Regions from separate parts of the Ostrinia nubilalis genome. Here region 2 is linked to region 1. The links are chromatin contacts, called in public Hi-C maps. All regions are on one chromosome and are shown on one strand. The core of a region is the stretch at or near the end of the contact, and the rest is flanking DNA. Distances in the headings are between cores, read along the strand shown.

What was found. Hi-C and Micro-C count contacts between places; a contact is called where the count stands out from the background.
Region 2: a contact with region 1 is called in a Hi-C map of whole body, with 6 times the contacts expected there. The contact joins the promoter of LOC135073235 here to the promoter of LOC135073233 in region 1. A contact is called at or near these places in 3 of 5 Hi-C or Micro-C datasets (whole body and whole larva).

Annotation. Positions count from the first base shown.
Region 1 is chr7:9,359,331-9,364,847 of ilOstNubi1.1, forward strand. It overlaps LOC135073233 (DNA repair protein complementing XP-C cells homolog), which reads right to left and starts at 2,991. Exons shown (of 10, transcript XM_063967339.1): 1 at 2,482-2,991; 2 at 1,778-1,890; 3 at 1,422-1,698; 4 at 1-1,166. The coding sequence starts at 2,860.
Region 2 is chr7:9,500,727-9,506,243 of ilOstNubi1.1, forward strand. It overlaps LOC135073235 (ankyrin repeat, SAM and basic leucine zipper domain-containing protein 1), which reads left to right and starts at 3,448. Exons shown (of 8, transcript XM_063967341.1): 1 at 3,448-3,613; 2 at 3,944-4,055; 3 at 4,143-4,271; 4 at 4,471-4,697. The coding sequence starts at 3,539.

The sequences.
Region 1 (5,517 bases), core at 1,741-4,240:
CAGTCTGGTTTTATTATCATTTAAAGATTCACTGCTAAAATATTTGCTTGATTGTTCTTTATCTTGATTGGCTTTTGTCACTACAATTTTAGGAGGTTCTACTTTAGATTTAACTTTCGTGTCTTTTTTCTGAGATTCAACTTTTGCCACCTTTTCACTGTTTGTTGAGCTCTTAACAGAATTTCGAGTTCTTCGAGATTTAGTTGCTGGTGGGTCATTGCTATGTTTTGTATCCTTTGAATTCTCTCCAGTTTCTGACTTTGATTGTAAGTCCTTACTTGTTTTAGACATGGTTTTCTTAGGTTTTGGGCTAGGAGTATTTCGAGATTTTTTCGGAGGTGACACGTCCTCTTCAGTGGCATTTTTTGTTGCCGTCTTTTCTTTTCTTGCTCTAGTGTTCCTTGTTTCTTTCGGCAAAGCATCATCATTGCCATCTACTTGCATGATGTTGTCAAATGACTCATCATCTTCTCTGTCGTAATTTCCGTCAACTTGGGATATTTTCTCTTGGCTTTTGGGTTTAACTTTGGATTTTTTTGTGTTGCTTGTTGATGCTTTATTACTTTCTACTGCTTTTTTAGCCTCTTTGGATTTCTCTTTGTTTACATCTTCTTTAGGTTTAGTGGACAAAGAACATAGTTCAGAACTCGGTGGTTTTATTGGTAATGTGACGAAATTGAACATGACTCGACACTGCAGTCCTAGAGCTCTCAACATGGCTACAAATATGAACACAAGATATTTTTTTGTAGTCACAACTCTGCTTTTAAGCTGCGCTAGTAAAATTTCTTTTAGAGGTGGTGCTTTGGGCCTGAATTTGTTTTCATTTTTATCTTGTTTGAGAGTTAATTTATCTTTGAACCAAGTAGTGATCTGCTCCAGATATTTCATGTCAACTCTTTCACCTGGATAGCATTCTTTAGAAGGTACAAGAGCCAAGGTAGCTGCTAGCACTTCTTGGTCATTCAAAACTTGACTGACATGATTACCATGACCTAACCAACACAGAACATGAACTTTATGCATATAGACTTGGTATTCTTTCTTTACTCTATTTATTTTTCTTTTCATCATCATTTCAACATCGATTTTTTTAGTCTTCCGGCATACTGAATCTGGGAGTTGGACAACTAGTTGAAGACCTTGCTGTGGTATTGCTTTATTTTCTGAAAAAATAAAGTGTTGAATAGATTGTTTTTTTATATATTGTTTATTTATTTATTTAAAATCTTTATTGCACACATAATAAATAGTGGTACAACAGCTTAATGCCATTGGCATTCTCTTCCAGCTAACCAGAAAATTAGGCAAAACAGATAATTAAAGTTGGCGGTGCAAAATAGTACAAATACATAAAATGGTTACTAATTTATAATACATTGTTGAGTTATTGGTGCATGCAGGATAAAATAAATTAATACCTTGTACTTCTTCCCAATCATCTACATCTGAATCACTCTCATCCTTCACTTTCTTGTTTCTAGATTTCTTCTTTACTGGTGTTTTACTAGGAGATATGATTTCCTCGCCTTGAGCTAGTAGATCTTGAACGTTGAACTCATTTTCTTTTTGTTGCTTAACTGTATATTTGTTTACAGATGCTTTTGTCTCTTCTATTTTGGATTTATGCTTTTCCAATTCCAAAAATGCTTTTCGGGCAACTTCCTCACTATCAACTTCTTTATTGTGAGACCATACCTGAAATATAACAAATAAGTTCTTTTTATCAAAATGTTTTTAACAAAAAAATCAAGGTAAATTATAAAATAATACTTACATCTTTGTACTCAGTTTTGACTTCATCTTCACTATTATGATCATTATCAGAAAATATGGATTTTGCAGTATTATTTTTACTTGATTGCTTAGGAGATTCATCATCACTACTATCTGTAATATGACATTGTTATGTTGTTATTGGTCAATTTTTTTAGAACTGCCAGACATTCTCACACAACCAGCTAACTCTATTTAAATGCATTAAGGTAACAACCAGTGTATTTTTGGGTAAGCTCGGTTTACCATAGATCACATCTGCACCCATCTAGTGAGATAAACATCGAAAGCAAACCCATGCTAAATTCCTTCCATGGAAATGATGACAATCTCATATTTGATTGTTAAAAAAATACATAAAACAACTCATAAAAACACATTTATTTATGCAAGTAGGCTTTTAAAAAGCACTTTTACACGTCCCTGTATTAACCCTACCACTGCTTCAGGACAAATACAAAGATGTAGATAAAAATCAGGACAAATATAGTAAAATATAATAGGATTAGGACTAAAATGTTTAACACTAAGTAATAATTTTAAGTTTCACTACCAATATTAACAAGGCTGTAAAAAGTACTCATGTATCAGTATTAAACATACATAGGTATTAGCTTTCCTAAAGATGCTATCTAATTTTAAATTATTTGATGTTAGAACCAAATGGATGAAATGAAGGCACAAAGACAAAAGGAAAAACCTTACCACTTTCAGATAGATTTAATATGGGAGGCAGCAGTTTGTCAGCATCAGTTAAATCTTTGACAGAAAAGGGAGCAGGTGAAACATCATTGTTCTCATTTTCACTAGCTGCTGTGGATTGTTGACTGATTCTATTGATTAGGGTTTTTACAAACTTTTTTGGTATTTTTGGTTGTACTTTTTTTGTAGGCTGTTTTTTACTCTTTACAAATTCATCACCAGATGATGCAACATCTTCATTTTCCACTTCTTCTTCTGAACTAGACTCCTCCTCTGATATTTTTGCGTCCGAACCAGAATCACTGAAATCGCCGGTCTCCCCGGCACTATCGTCCTCATCTTTATAAACAGTTTTTATCACTTTCTTTCGGGTAGTAGGCATTCCAGTTTACTAATACAAAGTTTGAGATGGATATAAAATTCAAAATACGGATAAATAGCGTGTTTTTAGCGAAAAAAGTGGCAACAAGTTTTGTTCTGTTTTTCCCACTATTTCCCACGCACAGATAAATAATGACAGATCCCACGGGGTGGAGAGTTTGACAGCTCGTTCACAGAAGGCACTAGTTTTTTTTAATTTCTTGGCTTTAGAGCACTAGTTAAGACAAGTTACATTTTTGATCGAATCGAAAATCGATTCCATCATAAATTCATACAATTTTTCGACAATTTTTCGATGGTTTGTGATTATAATGTACACTTTGTCTAGACCCACAGATGCAGGCCCGACCGACTTTGTAGCAACTTTGTAGGCAGCGCCGTGGACTTTATTAGGTGGGCTGCTAAGTGTGTTCCCCGATCCAAAAAAAATTCTAATAAGGATTTTCTCAAACGACAACACTTAAGTCATTTGTCAGTTTGTCGGTGATTAATTTGTCACAACTTTCAAAATATAAAAACGGCTATTCAAAGATTTTCGTGTTAATCTTTATCTATTGTGATAATAATGTTTTATCATCCTGTTGGAGATATTGTCTAGTGTGATTGTGAGATACAGACTCAGTAGTGCTCTAGTAGGTATTTAAGTTTGGAGACAGTGACTTTTTATCTAGTGTTTTAGTTTAAGTCACGAGACATCATTTAATAAAGAGAATAATGTGTTTCTAATTGTTTTGAGTATCATTTTCTTCATCTTATTGACGGGCTTAGTTACCTCTGAAAAGTTTTTGCATTAATTAAAAATAATGGTAGAACATAAAATCAATGACATAATTTATGTCATTGATTTTATGTCATGATAATAAGTTAGTACCAAAGTCACTCACTAGATGGCGTTAAGAAAAGTCCAGTTTTTTTTTAGGGAGTCGCCGTTCTTCTCGTCAGAGTAAATAATATTCTTTGCACAGATGTGCTATTCAGTATCGCTGTAAAGTTCACGGAAATGTCGTAGGTACGTAGATGCACTTTCCATCAAAACTTATTAAAACGCAGCAAATGTTCGTGAAGTGTTTGAAATAAAGTTGCTTTATGTACTTACGCAAAGGCGCAGTTGCGGTCCGCGATTCGTATACGTTTATTAACTTTGTTTGAACTATCTGTCAACACGACACCGCGATTCGACAAACAACAATTGGAATCCGTATGATTTAACAAACAGCTGATTTTCATTTGCATTCCGGTCGCGTTGCAGCTGAATTTTTTTTTTCGTTAATTATGGTAATGTTTTGTTATCGATAAAAAAAAAATATAATAAATCGAGTAGAGATGTACAAGATATAAGTTATGGTCATCCCTATAAAATGACGCGCGTCTGTTGACAGCTATCAAATTGATGCCTTTTTTTTTAAATAATTCGGCTTGGGAATTAGTTGTTACTGCTAGCTAACGTTCATGCACTTCGAGCTGCAATCTAAATGGAGACGTCTTAAGGTCAATGCCTCCTAACGTCTAAGATACTTACGTATTTGCTCTGTGTAATTACGCTGTGTATTTAATATTTTCTTCTAAGGAATTTTTACTAGATAAGAATTTTTATAATAGGCATGAGTTAAATAACTATTACTCAAGTAACTGATGCATCTTAACCGTTAAAGTTTTTAGGGGGGGGAGGGGGGACCCTACTCGAACAAAAATTAGCACTTTTAACTTTAATAATTTGCAAATTTTAAAAGACCTATCAAATACCACACTCGATGGGGTAGAAGATGAAAAAAAAAATCATCCCTACTTTACATGTAGGGGAGCTAACCAAAAATTTATTTTTTCTAAATTTTATTTTACTGTTTTGTCGGCGTGATTAATATACGGGTCATTCCACAAAAATATGTCAACTCTTAGTCCGCGCCACATTTCACATGAAATATTTGTTAATATTTTATTCCAAAATTGTTAAATAACAGCTCGCAATGTGCTTTATTCATCACCCATTTATATTTTTTGAAACTATTTTTAAAACATCTTAAATTACTTTTGAACGACCCAAAACGTCATTCCCTAGGCATGTCCGTACTCCAAAAGTTTGTGTTTTGGGACCCACATTTATAAAAACATCAACTTTATCCTTTGTTTTAATTAACGAATAATGTATTTAAATGTATATTACATCAAATTCTATTAATATTTTGCGGTTTCAATAAACAATAATTTGATTTTCTTTAGTTGAAAAATGGTCTACAGCTTTTAGCGTCATTCCCTCGCCACGCACTGATTTTATAATTTTGCGCTTTAATATGTATTTAGAGTGAATGACATTTAGTTGAGTTTAAAGTACGATACGAAGTTATCCTCAGACCATACTGGCTTTGCGGTAGCCGTTTTTTGAATTAGTGCAAACGTGCCAGTTGTTGGGGAAACATGTGTTAATCCAGTCACTTCGTCAGTCCCTAGTTGAGTAGCTTTATTGATTACAATAGGAAATTGTATATAATTTAATAGTATTTACGTGTGGTTTTTTGGCTATTTTCGGCACATCGTATTAAGCATCTTATAATATAAAGTTAATCTGCATTTGTGTTAAGTTTTACTCCAAATCGTCAGTCCCTAGAGCGTCAGGCCCTAGCTTTAAACGGCACTTGGGACTAAATTACTAGTTAGGGAATG
Region 2 (5,517 bases), core at 2,198-4,697, 140 kb after region 1:
AAACGTTTTCTTTGACTCCAAATAAAAAATTACGATCCAATTATATTCGCTACTTACGAAACGCACACTCATACTGATAGTGTCCGCCCTAGAGATCCAACTACAGAGATTTCCCTTGTTAGTGACCGGTATCACAGACGTTTGATAAATTGATGATACTGCAATCTTTTGTAGAGACAAAAACACACTTCAATGAGTAAATTTTGAAAATATTATTAATTTTCTTTTCATGCATTGTTATTGCAGCTCAAAGCTTCCGCATGAATAAGTCACAAAGGCGCCTATTAAATGTATATGCAGAGGAAGGATGTTTGAAGAAGCACCAATGAGAGTTTGCCATGTCAGCCCCTGAGGCGCCATGGCATATTCGCATCATTAGCAAGCGACACCTGCGAGCATCTCCCCGTCTACCGTTACGACTCAACTGGGACTTCGTTGCGTTGCGGCATTGTAGTTTCGCTATCGTTTGCTGTGCTGAAGCTGAAGCCGATACAAAAGGTGGTACAAGGGCGGCGATGTATGACGAACAATGCAATTGTTGTTTGCGGCTAGACGACAGATTGGGCTGTAATGCGAAACGGTGTGACTGTGGCTCATCAAGGCGCAGCAGCGGAGCCGGCCTGGAGCCCGCCGACGACACAATGGCTCCCTGACGTTAATTAAATGTTAACAAACGCCCTCGTCGCCTAATTGGAACTGTTGCCTATTATCCTTACCTTCCGACGCGGAGAATGACTTCCAAGCTCGACAACACCACTTCAGACTTCTTACTCGGTGTTCTTCAAATTAAGTGGCAGCCAGAATTATTTTCTTTGAGCATCATTAACTACAAATAACGATATCTGGGTACCTAATAAATTAACGTAACTTGAGCAACGTAGTTAGGTATTTAATAGAATCATGTTAAAAGCCACAAAATTTAATTGTTTCTTATTTTAAAAGGTAGGTAAAACAGTCGTGGATGGACTACAAACTCTCTCTCTCTCTTCTGCTTATGTGACGTCGAATTTGTTAATTGCTGATGAATATGATTACATTGATTAACTACTTAAATATGAAGGAATTTAATGGTTGGAAATAAAGTTTTGCTTGTTACATAAGATAACCATTTGTTTATCTACCTTACGACTCCATAGGTAAGTAAGTAAACAATTAAATTCTAAGAACAAGGCAATATAGTTAAGACGATCATTTTATATTTATCATTTTCACGAAAATGGTTAACAGTTTACGGAACAGAAAACACTTTGTAATTAGAAATTTCTTTACTCAGCTTTAATTCACAAGAAAATGAAATTGGCTCGCCTCGTAATGGGCCACTCGAATTAATGCCTCCCTTTAATTAGCGTTAAGCGAAGTTCTTGCGGAAGTGACGCCTTGCCACCGTAGACCGTACAAAGTGTACCTACCAACCCACCGACAACACTGTATAATAGCTTTTTGGCACTCGCAAGATGAGTTTGATTGGGAATTAAAATAGCTTTGCTAATAAATAAGATATGCATGCAGCTCATCGTCGTGGGAATAGCTTTTAAAAAGAACGGCTTTTTAACAAGTGGAAATGTGAGATTTTCCTTTAGGAACCGTTTGTAGCGACATGTAAGTAGTAGTACATCCTAGAAGCCTGTAAGTAAAGCGCAGCTATACAGAAACGTAAGCTCTATGTGGGTAGGTAGGTTCACTAAACTTTTAATGAGTTACAGAATGTACTTAAATTAAATACCTATTTAGGCACGGTTTCCCAAACTATGGGTGGAGCGAACGGCGAACATTGAGTGGGCCCTGCCTGTAGAACGACTAACGACACACCACCCTACCGATCCAACCACTGGGCAGCGGGTGAAATTTCTTAAAGGTGGATCCCGAGTTTGGGAACTTGTATTAGATGAGTCGTAGCCCAGACAACTTTGGGAACCACTGTACCTACTTAGTATTTAATAAAAAAATATTAGTTAATTATTTTATCGAGAATTCATACTAAAGTGCTAACATATAAAATGCTCAGGTTAGCACAGTAAAATTAGGCTGTTGATTCTACCATGGAAGTGTCCAAGGGCTTCTCCGACGAAAGTCACATGATGTTCTCTTCTCAGCCAGCTGGCCGCACATATCACAGCCATAAACATGGCTTTAATTTTGGTCTGCTATAAAACAATTGTTTACGTTTCCTGGCTTCAGAAGCTGTGCATCTAAATCAATAGAATTTTCAGGATTTTTCAACCAAGTCCATGAATTAGAATAGGCTAATACTTAATCCAGCATTTACATTAGCAGCAGCCTCTTTAAATTTTGCTACGCTTACGCATTGAAAAAAATATAGTCTGGTATCTACCTTAGTTGAAACTGGTTGAAACAATTTTAAAGTTGAAAAACTGATCAAACTGAGATTATAGTAGCGCCATCTTTTGTGTTCAACATGTAAGCACATTCGTCTGTTCCAACCACAGATATCCATATCTGTGGTTCCAACGCTTTCTTTGCACTTCTGTGAAAAAAATCAAGTTGTCACCAATAGTTTGTCTATGGAATCTACTTGTCAAATTGCCTGAGCCCCGATTATAGTTCCAAAATACTGGACTGTCCTATCGATGACATTGACAGTGGGGCGCCACCGTCAATACCGGATCGCTGGTTCCGATTTTTGCCATGTTGGAAACCATATAGTTGAACGATGGTAGCGCCCCCCTGTCATTGAGTTTGGCGGGACAGTTCAGCGTGGGTCATCTATACGGTATTTTTTAACGTCAACAATCCAGACACGCTTCTCGATTCTGCGATACGATTGGTCGTTCAACAGCGTACGTCAGCTGTTTTGACCAATCGTATTGCAGAATCAGAAACGCGTCTGGATTGTAGACGTTAAAAGTTACCGTAATCGGGGCTCTGCTTTGATTTCATTGGTGTTCAACAGTGTTCAAAATTTGTCTAATTAATTCAAGCACGTCATTGGACGGCTTTTCACTAAATCGAATGTGATTGGTCCTTTTTAAACCGATATTGTCAATTGACAATTGTCAACAACAACCAAATGTGACAAAATGTGACAATCAGTGTTGCCAGAAGGTTACTTTTGTAACCATTTAGGTTACTTTTGAACTGCTGTGGTTACTTTTAGGTTACACTAATGAAAAGGTTACTTTTAGGTGATTTTTCAGAAATTGTAGAATTAACTTTACAGGTTATTCAGTAAAAAATATTAATAGTGACAATTTAAAGTGCATTTAAACTTGAATTTGATTTATTAGTTGTTAAAAAAAAATGAGTTTTAGCGAATGTTTTTCGATAATAAAACGCAAATCCATGAAACGTTTTTATACGACTGGTTTTAGATGATCAATTGTATTCATTTTCCATCCATGAACAACTTTTGATTCAAAAAGGTTACTTTTTTTATATTTCTGGTAATTTCTGACTAGACCCGACTGGCAACACTGGTGACAATGTCATGTCAGTGATGAGTGAAATTGAAGAAAGCTGGAATGTTTGAAAATAAACTCAAAAATATAAATTCCATTTCTTTAGTAAATAGAATAACATCATGGCAAATTTTAGACCTGCAGGATTATCGGATGAAGACTCGGACAGTGATGATTATGGATTCTATGAAAAGCCGGTTCGTAACGTTCAAGTCTACCAAATTGCTGATTTTACTGAATTGTTCATTTAACTTTCATCTGATTCTGTTGAAACAGTACCTAGCTCGAAATATGCACGATCACGTATAATAATAATATTCTAATAACATTACTAATTCAAAGATTTGTCCAAATACTTTAATGGTATGATTTACTTTAAAAAGCCATTAGATTTGTAATATTCCGTACTTCCAATACACATTTCCTAACATCTATCACATACTTACCGGGTGATATTGTGTGATTAAATTGAGAAGTAAGTAAATCCAGGGGTTCATTCATGACCTAGACTTGTACTCATTTTTCAGGCAAAGAAATATCATGTGCCACAAGTAAGTGTACGTAAAACTATTGAAAATACCTTACAAACCACTATTATCAATGGGAATGTCAAAGAAGTGGAGAAAATCGTCACTTGTGGTATGTAATTTCCATTTATATTATGAATTCTTTGAACACACTCTTAAAACAGCAATTTTTGATATTTTTTACACTAAATAATTTCAGATTTGCACAATAATGTGAACTTAAAGTTGGATAGTGGATGGACTCCATTAATGCACGCCTGCTTCCACGGACAGGACAAAATTGTGGATCTCTTACTAGAAAAAGGCGCTGACCCTAACTTACATGCTGGTAAGAAAATGCACAGATATAAGACTTTTTAAAGACATTTAGAGAGAGTGTGGAGCTAGCCTTTCATAAATAAAGATGACATGATAATTAATAAAAATTCAGTTTTTATAATTAATAAAGTATTGTTGCATATAAAATAATTATATCTGTTTTATATTCAAGTCTAACAATATTTGATTCTAGAAATGATGTGTTTCAGATTCCGTCACTCCTGTTATGGCAGCTTGCTCAAATAGTAGCGCAAATAAAGACACAATTTATTACATAATAACTAGATTAATAGATAAAGGTTGTATCCTGAATATTGGTGATAAGTACGGACAAACTCCACTCATGCGTGCCATAGGTAGCGGGTTTGTTGCAGTAGTTGAAAAATTACTAGGAGAAAACGTCAACATAGAAATGAGAGACCAACAAGGTTGGACAGTAAGTACAGTAGAAATGTTTGCTTTAATAGTAGTAAAAAAAAATTGTTTGCATAAAACATTGTTTGAAGTTGATAGTTATTGTTTAGCTGCTAGAATAAAGGCACGTTTTGTCAAGGCAAGAAAAGCACTCAATTCAATGATTCATTTCATGGAATTTAATGTTGGTTCACTTTAAAACTTAGATACACAATCTGTGGCAGCTGAGCTCTTGTATTTGTATTATTCATACATATATAATTATGTACGTAACTCCTTTAGTCTATGAATTAAATTTTTCTTTATATTTATCCATATTATGCTGCATTGCAAGAAGCAGTTAATTTTATATTGTAGTTGAAATAGTGCAAACGTAAAAAAAATTCACTGCCAATTTTATTGAGTAATTTTTGCCCCTTTAACTGTTATTAATAAATTAGTGTCCGACCGAAACTAGTTTTACGACCGAAACCGAAACCGAAAACGAATTTCGGCAACGGTGTCTATTTCGGCCGAAACCGAAACCGAAACCGAAACTTCCTTACAAGGCTCATATTTTGAGGGAAAAATAAAGAAAACGTTATTATTTTTTGAATTTTTTTACATTTTCTTCCCTAAACTTTGAATTTTTGACGAATTTCAATATCGAACTACTACGTGTGATATATCATTGGAAAGAAGTAAAGCTAGAGATGTTTTCAAGATCATTGGCAATCCGATATCACCACTCATTTTTTTTAAATCAAATTCTAAGTTGAATTTTTTTCGTGATTTGTACTTTTGTTAAACTTTGGCGGCTCGTAACTAGCTATCCAATCTCTATTTGGATCTGAAATTTATTT